Regions from separate parts of the Mus musculus genome. Here region 2 is linked to region 1. Evidence: chromatin contacts called from public Hi-C data. All regions are on one chromosome and are shown on one strand. Each heading gives the region's core, a stretch centred on a gene start, on an enhancer-like site or on the middle of the called end of the contact. The rest is flanking DNA. Distances are from core to core; before and after follow the strand shown.

The links. A called contact is a pair of places that touch in the nucleus more often than the background predicts.
Region 2: a contact with region 1 is called in a Hi-C map of B cells, with 2.5 times the contacts expected there. The contact joins the enhancer-like site here to the promoter of Adrm1 in region 1. A contact is called at or near these places in 23 of 39 promoter capture datasets (the 3T3-L1 cell line, 3T3-L1-derived adipocytes, the C10 cell line and 13 more), 2 of 15 datasets of contacts at CTCF or cohesin (embryonic stem cells and large pre-B cells), 37 of 484 Hi-C or Micro-C datasets (B cells, the Ba/F3 cell line, CD4 T cells and 24 more), 3 of 115 datasets of contacts at active chromatin or transcription factors (bone marrow-derived dendritic cells, embryonic forebrain and embryonic stem cells) and 4 of 9 other capture datasets (adipose tissue, embryonic stem cells, liver and 1 more).

The regions. Positions count from the first base shown.
Region 1 is chr2:180,169,634-180,174,565 of GRCm38.p6, reverse strand. Adrm1 (adhesion regulating molecule 1) reads right to left here and starts at 2,978. Exons shown (of 10, transcript NM_019822.3): 1 at 2,878-2,978; 2 at 2,319-2,532; 3 at 1,594-1,710; 4 at 533-656; 5 at 171-257. The coding sequence starts at 2,531. Gm29886 (a long non-coding RNA gene) reads left to right here and starts at 3,316. Exons shown (of 4, transcript XR_867152.3): 1 at 3,316-3,400; 2 at 3,783-4,058.
Region 2 is chr2:179,914,667-179,919,598 of GRCm38.p6, reverse strand. The region is part of intron 14 of Taf4 (TATA-box binding protein associated factor 4); the gene reads left to right. Among named protein-coding and RNA genes, the nearest start is that of Taf4, 60 kb to the left of the region's middle. Within about 2 kb of position 2,563, at least 26 of the 459 cell types and tissues checked have an H3K27ac peak or open chromatin away from gene starts, as enhancers often do. A contact at or near this core is called in B cells, cerebellum, epiblast stem cells and 1 more, where this site is marked.

The sequences.
Region 1 (4,932 bases), core at 1,729-4,228:
ACTCCATATACACATGCTAGACCAGGCCCTCTCCACCCACCCAGCAGACAAGCACCTTCCAAAGGAGCGGCACAGGGAACACACAGACATGGCTGAGAGAAAACCCCGGGTCTGCAAGCAAGCACTGAAAGGGCACCTATGGGAGGGAGCCAGGGACAGCGGGGCATTACCCAGTCCTCCCAGGCCGGCTGGTCCGATGAGCTGCATAAGCTGGCTGTGACTCATGTTCCCCAACAGGCTCTGCAGGCCACCCTCACCTGGTAAACACAGGAATCAGACATGGGCCTGCTGTGGTGGCCTTGGCCAGGACCTAGACCCTTGTGAGCACTGCACTCTATGGCAGATGCTTGGCCTTGGCCCTACCCAAGAACCACTGAGGGAGTAACAGCCTCTGGAAGGAGGCAGCAGGGAGCAGGTGAGCTCTGTGTAGATGGGAGGAAAGAAAGAACCAGAACTTATCAAGCAGGCTCTGCCTCACAGTGTCCCCAGTCACTGAAGGACAATGCCCCACGCAGGTCTAGGTGATAATTACCGCCCAGTGCTGAAAGCTCATGGCCACTACTCCCACTTGCTCCCAGTGACCCAGGCATGGGGGGGTTGTTCAGACACTCGTTGACTTTCCGGCAGTGCTCCTCATCTTGGTCAGTCTTGGGCTCCTGCCAGAGAGCATATGCAAAGAGCCAAAGCTGAGCAGTCTGCACAAGGAGCGGCTCCCTGCACCCATGTGGCCAGCTAGCCTCAATCAGCGCGCGCACACAGTGACTGGAGAGGCAGCACTACAAATGTGACAGCACAGCTCAATAGGACAGCAATGGCAACAGTGAGAAGGCCCCAGAGCCAATGATCACAATGCAAGACTGCAGTGCCTTCACTGTATGGCTCCTGGTGAGCCGTGCAGGGAACGAACTGATCCCCACCACCAGGCAAAGGGGCCACACCCCTTGTCCTCTCTGTGTTCTAGATCCTTGTGCTCAGGTGACCAGAACCCAGGCTGAGAGGAAGCCCCTCCCCTCCTGGTACTTTGCAGACAAATAGCTGCTTGTTGCCCCCTTTCACAGGATGACAATGGTAATGGCTGTGTACCCCACCCTTGAACATACCCCAAGTCTAGCCCTGACTCCAGACTGGACCCACATACCCAAGAGAGAGCCCATGTCCCATACCACAGCAGAACCACATTAACAGTATAAGAAACACAAATATGCCAATGGTCTCCAACAGGTGGCAGACTGTGGAGACTGCATTTGAGGGACACTGCAGATGTGGGTGAGATGCAGGAGCCATGACACTGAAGGGCCTCGCAACACACAGCACAGAAGAGCTTAAGTGGGGGACGTTCAACTGCTGAGAGAACAGAGGGCGTCACCTCTGGGAGCTAAAATTCGTGGCCATGGAGTAATGGAAGACCTGAGGCCCTGGAGCTGTGTGCCTACAGATAAGTCCACGAGCGGGGCTCCGGTGCCTAACCACCAGCTAGCCACCGTGGTAGGAACGCAGCCAGACCAGGCCCTCCAGGTCAGCACCTTCTAATGTGGGGAAAGTAACCCCAAGTGAATCACAAGGAAAGACAGAGTAGACCACTCTCCTGCTTACCTGCATCCAGAAGAAGAGCCGCTTGGACCCTGCCTTAAACTTGAGCACGTAGACCCTCCCACTGGGGCACTGAGGTACCCGCTTGAACTCACAGTCATCAGGAAAGATAATCAAGTCCTGGCGACACAAGGAGGACAGTCAGACGACAGATAGACAGAGGCACACAAGTGTGTACCACCAAGGCTTAGGTCCCTGAATATTTGCTGGACCCCAATAACAGGGTGGAGTCAAGAAGTCTCAGACCCCAGTGAAGACAAACAGAAGAGGGCCCAGACTGGAGGAATAGAAAAAGTGCTCTCTGAGGACCAGACGACTTAACAGAAACATTCTGGAACTGTGTTCCAAGAAGTAAAAGGTCAACCAACTCTGGCTAGCTGCTCCTAAGTGTAACAAAGAACAATGTACTTTGGGAGACAAAGAGCCCCAAGGAAAGCAGCCTCTTCAGAGCGCTAAACTACCCGAGGCTGTGGTGAGGGTCATATCTGCACACTCCTCCACAAGACTGGAAGTTTAAGGCCAGGGCTGAGGCCACCAGCCCACCCTATCACCCTGTCAGCAGGCTGTCTCTGCTAAAACCTTAAGAACCATGGTCACCACGGGGTGCATGGCTTCACAGAGTGACTGGAGCACTCTGCCAACCTTGGGACCCCTACACTAATCTATGGAAGATGAAGCCATATTCCCTGCTCTTGCCCCGCTGGCCTGTTCTGGCTACAGGCACTCACATCCTCCACGGTCCCAGAGGTCCTGTCTTTCCAACAGAAGTGAATAAGGGAGTCGTCCGTCTGCTGGATGTACACGAGACCTTTCCGTTTATCTGGGGTGACCGTAGTTCCTTTTAATGACATTTTTCCTGCCCGGAACTCCACCAAATATTTGGTAGAAGACCCCCGAGAGCCGGGCACCAGGCTTGGGAACAGAGCGCCTGAAGTCGTCATCCTGAAAAAACAGAGCGAGGCCCGTCGTTCCGCGTCGCGTGCTCAATGTCCCACCCATACGCCGGTCGGCCCGCGACTGCCCGGGAGCGGGAGCGCGCCAGGCTGCGCAAGGCCAGGGCTGTGCGCAGGGCCGAGCGCAGCCCCGCGGAGCCCCTGCTCCCGCGACGTCACTGCCCGCCCGTGCGGAGGGAGCCTCGCTGCGTCCGGCCCCGGCGCGTCTGGGGCACCGGCGGCCGGCCCGGACTGACTCGGCCCCCCGGCTGCTGCCGCGTCCCGTCCTCCCGCCGCTCGACCCAGCCTGGAGCCGCGTGCGCCTAAGCCGCCGCTGCCGCCACCGGGCCCCTACCTGGCGGTGCTCACACTCGGCCTAGGGGCACCGTCCGGGCTCGCTCTTCCTCCTCGGCGCCTGCCGGGCCTCGCCGGAAGCCCGTGCTTGGCCCGCCCCGCCGCCGCTCTCGCCGCGGATTGAGTTCCGTCAGCCGCGCGGCCGGCCCCGACCAGGTCCCGATTGGCCCTGGTCACCGTCCATCGCATCCGGCCCGCCTCCGCGCCGGCGGCCTGTTTCCGGCGGAAGCGCGGGCCAGAGCGGCCCCTATTGTTGCTGTGTCATAGGGGAGCGGCGGTGGCCCCTGGCGGCAGCGCTGGGAACAGCGCCCCGGCCTCCACGACTCGCAGAAAGGGCCCCCGCGGGGCGGCGCTGCAGAGGTCGAGACCAGGGTGATGGGCACCGGACCGTACACCAACGTGCTCGTGGGGTTGAGCTGTGACACGTACCCTGGGACGGATGTCCGCTGTTACCCATCTAGTTCTGAATGGACCTGTCTCTCTCCACACCGCAGGGAGACAGCCTGTCTGATTTGCATTATTGGGTGAGCGAGGTGTCAGGGCCCAAGACATAAAATAGTCACATGGTTTAAAAGGTAGGAGGTAGTCTCTTGACACGAGAGCGAGGAAAGTGTCAGCTTCATGTCACTTTGTGCTAATTTGACATACATTATAGGAAAGTACAAGCGGCTGCTCAGGATGGGGGAGTGGAGGTGGGGTGGAGAAGGTAGCATGGGGTTGCTCAATGCTGTAAGAACAAGTTCACAGAGCACCGCGGATGGGTGGGGTCTAAGGGCTGCTTGTAGCTAGTCAGGTAGGGTGCCACCACCTTCCTGTAGGGCAGAGGTGCTCGCAGAATGTAAAGCCCAAGAGTCCTCACAGTTTCTTTTACACACCACTTCCATTTCTTTGCTTCCTCTATGACAGCTTTAAGGCCCCAGGCCCACCCTCCAGCCCTCTCCAGGGCCAAGCAGTGCTGAATTCTCTGGCATGCTCCACAAGTTACCATCTGTGTATATGTGAAACGTGTGCGGTCTTTTTCTGAAACAAAGGTGAAAAGTAGTTTTTCTCACTTACTACTGTCTGACGCCGACACCAACGTGTTCCAGGCCAGCCTGAGCTGGAGGGAGTCCCGCCTCTAAGATGCATTTCTGTCGCCACTGTGGCTCACTCGCTTTAGTTCCTGCTTGGAATTCTGATGCAGTAAGTTCTACATGCTTGCGTCTGTCATCTTTTTGTTGGACTCTGTCCTGTGTAGTTTCCTTTTTTTAAAAGTGTGTGTCACCCATGTGGCAGTCTAAGCACAACATTCAGTAACTTGCTTCTTTACACTCTGGGTTCCTGTGATCAGACTTGGGTTACCAGACTTGCCTGGCAAACAATGTTACCTGTTGAGTCATCTCGCTGGCCCAGTTTCCAGCTTTACTACAAAAACCTTTGAATTTCGTTAGGTGTGGTGGCTCATGCCTGATAATCCCAGCCCTGAAAAGGCTGAGGCAGGAGAACTGCCAAGTGTTCAAGACCAATTTAAAAGATTTAATTGGGACTGGGGAAATGCTTCCGTGGTTAAAAGCACTGGCAGCTCTTGCAGAGGCCCCCAGGTCTGATTTCCAGCACCCATATGGCAGCTCACAACTGTCTGGAACCTCAGTTCCATGAGACCGGATGCCCTCTTCTGGCCTGTGTGAGCACCAGGCACACACACACATTGTATAGACATGCATGTAGGCAAAACACACATAAAATGTTTTAAGTCATTCTTTAAAGATTTAATTAATTTGGGAGCAGTTTGGAAAATAGAGCTGTCACTTCACTGTTATGTTCATAAACTGAAAGTTTATCTTTGCTTGTTGTCATGCTGGCTATCCAACCCAGGGCCGAAACATTCCTGGTTAATTGCTTCACCCCCACCTGGGTGTGGTGGTGCACACCTTTAATTCCAGCACTCGGAGGCAGAGGCAGGCGGATCTCTTGAGTTGGAGGCTAGCCTGATCTACAGAGTGAGTTCTAGGACAGCCAGGGCTACACAGAGAAACCCTGTCTCGTAAACTCCCCCCAAAAAAGTGCTTCACCCCCA
Region 2 (4,932 bases), core at 1,314-3,813, 250 kb after region 1:
AATGGACCCAGTTGCTGTTTATTCTGTTATTACAGTTCTGTGCAGATACGGGGCATTTTTTTCCAGTCCAGTCCAACACAGCACCCCTGTCTGTGTGTGGCTTTGACTATTTTTACGTGAGTCTTGATGGAGAGTGAGCCTCTATCCTGGGGAGGCTGGGGTGAAAATCTCAGTGAACCCTCGGTTGCCACCAGGCCTCTTAGTCGGTTTCGCTTTTATCCCCATAGAAACTGCTGTCTGCTTTGCTTGGTCAGCCCTGTCCTGCTGTGGAGGTGTGCAGGCAGACTGGGTCAGCTCAGAGTAGTGACTTCAGCAGGGCAGTGCTGTCCCTGCCAAGGACTGTTGACCCATCTCCAGCCCTAGTGCCAGCAGTGACTCCCTGTGTAGTGTTCTCTTGGTGTGGAGACCCTAGAGGTACAGGGCATCCCTCTCAGTTCAGGGCAGGTAAGAAGTCTGAGTGTGGGATAGGAAGGAAACTTTGGCCAGCATCTATGTAAATGTGTTGTCCAAAAAGCTGCAGCAACTGGGTCTGCTGTTCAAGTGTGCAGGCCTGCAAAGTCCACACAGAAGTGAGGCCAAGAACTGAGTAAAACCTTGAGAAGAATACCAGGGGAGTTAAAAGACATGAGTGAACTTTTCCTGCTGGGTATTTTTGTGGCTTGCTGAATTATTGTAAGGTGTAAGTCCTTGTAACTCATCACCTGGTTGAGGCATAAATGCAGGTGCTGTAGTGTGTACCATAATCCCATCACTGGGGGATGGAGGTGGGGGATAGAACCCAGGGCTTGCTAAAGGCAGTATAGTTGAGTCAGTGAGTGAGAGACACTGTCTCAAATATGTAGCAGACTTTAGCTACTTAGTGAGTTCTTTTTTCTTCCACCCATCTCCACCCCTTTCCCACCCCTATTGCTCAATAGGAGAGACAGAAGGATAGAGGGGGAAAGGGCTAACATCCTTAAACTGCTTCCTGCTGATCAGGGCTTAAGTTTCTTAGGGCAAGTTTGATCTTCATCTTTATGTCTAAGTTCTTGTTCTTTACACACGACTACTTAACAAGCTGACCAACAGCAATCAACAGCAACCAATAGCCCAACAACAACAACCAACTCTTGGCGGCCCTGACATTATATACCCTCTGAAAAGTTCCCAGAATTCTAAATGTCCCACAACTGTAGAAACCATCTGTAACTGGCAAAATCCTGCCCTTACTAGAGCACAAGGCAAACCATAGTTGCTGTGGTCAGTTTGAAGCAGCCCCACACCTGGGATTAAAATGAAAACATTCCTATAATATTTCTGTCTTTTTCAAAGAAACCAAAATTCTCACTACACAAGTAAGGCAGCCATTAACTTGTAGCCTCGCATGCACATGTGTACAGGCAGTGCACACACACCGGTGCATACACATTCATGTTTCTTTATCATCTTCTGTTTCTTTACCTGTACATGTAACTTTGTTTGTTTGAGACAGCAGCTCCTGCAGCTCAGACTGGACTTGAACTTGCTTTGTGACTAAGCATGACCTTAAATTCACTGAAACCTCCTTATCAAGTTTGGGGATTGCCAGCTTGTGCCACCATGACCCGCCCTGCATTCATTTTCATTTTTGTTGTCCTTGTTGTTTTGGTTTTTGAGACAGGTTTTCTCTGTGTAGCTCTGGTGGGAGTCATCATGCAGACCAGGCTGGCCTTGAACTCAGAGATGCATTCGCCTGCCTCTGCCTCTTGAGTGCTGGGATTAAAGGTGTGTGCCAGGATTCCCTGTTTCTTTACAGTTTTTTGATTGCATGGCTGGCCTTCAACTCAGTCTTTCACCTCCTAAGAGCTGGGGTAACCAGTGCTCACAGCCACTCCTGGCTTCTTTGTGAAGGCTGTTGTGCTTTGTCTGTGTTGTGGTTACTTTCATCCGTACACAGTTTGTGAATGTCCCTGGTCTCACTAATGTAATGGTGTCTTCTCTTCACACCTCTGCTTCCCTTCTCACTTGAGACCCTGTGAGGTTGGCCTCCTGGAGATGTTGCTTTTCAGCCCTAGGCTAATTGAACCTGTGTCTTAAGCGGTGTGGGGGAAGATGAAGCCAGCCTCCAGCAACTCAGCCGTGCTTCTTGCTGCTGCCATCCAGTGGTGGCTGATCACATTGTCCTGACCTGCAGGTTGGTTAAAGGCGAGGTGCCATGCTTTCTCTTGCCTTGGTAAGTTAATCACTGCTGTTGTGCCCTGGGCTCTCACTGTGCTGCAAGCCTTGGTTTGCATAGTTTACAAAATTCATAGCTTTTTGCATGACCTCCTTTCTGACCCTCATCACTCTTTTTTCCTTCTCTTTTCTGATTTTCCTTCTCTTCCTGGACTTGCTTAGCATTCCTTTTGTATGTCCTCACTGGCCTCTTCTGTCTCTGCTCTCTGTAAGGGCAGTGCTTCTTGCTGTGGCCAACCCTGAATGAGTGTAGCGTTCATTGCTCTGAACATCCAGGGCCTGTTGCTCATAGGCACAGCCTGCCCTTTGTTACCTCTGCTTGACTAGGAACTTGTCTGTGGGTGTGCTCTACCTCCAAATGTGGCACCTAGGTGTTGTGTTTCTTGTGGGGTGATGGCACCCTCTCCTGGCAGTACTGGGAACTCTTGTCTAGGTTGTACCACATCTTGCTGTGATTGCTCAGGACCTCTACTGACCCTATGGACGCTTGTTTTATAGACCCTGAACCCCCCCCCCCCCCATTTCTTCCCCTTCATTCCTCCTGTGTGGAAGGTTCTGTTCTCCCATCTGAGGACCCATTGCAGCCTGTGAGGCTCCTTTCTCACTGCCTGTCTTTGGACCACTTGGGTACATGTCCTAGGTTCCTTCCATCTCCACCTGTTGTGAGCAACCTTGCTGAGAGTGTGGTCATGCTACTGTAGGGGTGGCATCCTCTCTTCTAACACCTCTGGCTAAGCATGGGGGCATTTTCTCCCAGGGGTTTCATTAGAGTTTTGCACTGGAGAGGTGGCCAGGCTGTCCTGGTGCTGAGCCTTTTAGAATTGATGTCATTTCTTAGCAGAGTTCTAAGTGTCTATTAGTGTTCTTCAAATGTTTTGCAGGTGAGCATGGCTCATGTGTGGCAGTTCGCAGAAGTGAAGGCAGAGATGCGTTTGTAAGGATGGTAGCCATTGATAGGTCTGGTCCTAGTCGGCTGCTTTTCCAATACTATTCTAACCTAATGGCTGGCTAGGACAGTGGTGCAGATTCATGGTCTTTGAGGTTTTCCCAGAAACACTCACTCTGAGGTACAGAGCTCTAGCCTATTCCTGAAGTGGGACTCCTTGGTAGAGAAAAGAGTCAGACTGTAACTTTGTAACCCTGTGACCTTGGGGAGGAACTAAAGCCCAGTGCTTCCCTTAGGACATAGAACTAGCTACACAGACCCTGTGTATAGCAGGCTGGCCTTAATAGATGAAGCTAGATAGACAAGAAATAGACTCACTTTTTTATTTAGTTTTTTTCAATAGCCTTGGATGGGGCCAGGTGGGTAGCCACAGCAGTATAACCCAGGAGGCCCAGACTCATATACCAGTGAGAATTTTCCTGGTATCGCCATCGTGTGTGTCCATGTCCATGTTTGTTCGTGTCTGTGTCCTTATGTGTTCCTGTGTGTGTGTGTGTGTGTGTGTGTGTGTGTGTGTGTGTGTGTGTGTGTTTGTGCATGCATAAAAGAGAGAGAGAGAGAGAGAGAGAGAGAGAGAGAGAGAGAGAGAGAGAGTGTGTCAGCCTGCCTGTCTGTCTGCCTGTCTGTTTCTGTGTCCATATCCACCCTTGAAATACCTCAAAGAGTCCTCTGTAGTTACCATGTTAAGGTTTCAGCTTTTATGTGGGTGCTAGCAAATGCCTTGTTCCTGTGGATCCCTGTATCAAGCTCTGAGCAGAAGCTTCAATTCCAGTAGCCAGGAACACATTCACTGCATCCGTGACCCTTCCTAGACCATCAGCTAAGGACTCCCAGGGGCCTCTGAAACTCCACAGGTTGGATGACCTGTGTGTGCTCCCATAGCCCAAGAGGGTTTAGGGTACACTTGGGTGCCATAGTCTTCTCAGGACCATTTACTCAGGTCAGCTGGTCGTAGTTCTGAGGCTCTTCTTGCTGTGGCCAACCCTGAATGAGTGTAGCATTCATTGTGCTGTGCCTCAGCCTGCACTTTTGGCTTTACCACCGACTCACACACATCCTGTTGCTCATGAGGCCTGTAGCACACAATGGAGAATCTGTGTCTTATTCTCACCTGACTGCTGACCCCTCAGGTTGAGTAGTGACAGCTATACCACTGGGTTGGAGGCCCAGGTTGGTGTGCCTACATGAAGCTGTCTGGGCCCCATTAGTGTCAGTACTTGCTTGTCAGAAAGTGTGGGTGCCAGGTTGATCCTGTGACTCAATTTCTAACTTTTGGCATTTCTTAAATATTGTGGCTGAGTGTTCCCTGCCCATCCCAGCCCTGCTGTTGTTTGTTGAACCTAAAAGTAGAGGCTTGAGATGCAGCCTGGACACTGGCCACACACATCCCGCTGCCCAGGCCGGGCCTCAGTGGGCCTGGACATCATGTCATCGCCTGAGTTTCTCCCCTGGGCCTGTAGCCACAGTGATTTGGATCAGGAATAGCAAGTGCAAGAAGAGTGACGCTCGCTCACTACTGAAAATGGAGAAAGAGTTTGGACCTCAGCCTGCTCCAGAGCCCCAGGACCTGTGGACTCTGCCGGTCTCAGGAAACCTCCTCCTCTGTAGGCTTTCTTCCCAGAAATTGGCTTGCTGCTCCTTTCCATATCACCAAGAACCTCCCGAAGGAAGCTCGTGTGTGCTGGACCAAGCACAGCTTGAGGTGGCTTTTGGGACACCAACAGCTTCCCTCATTCCTACTAACTGCACATCTTTGCTGTGGCCCTTTAAGAGGCATCTCTAATCTCAGGATG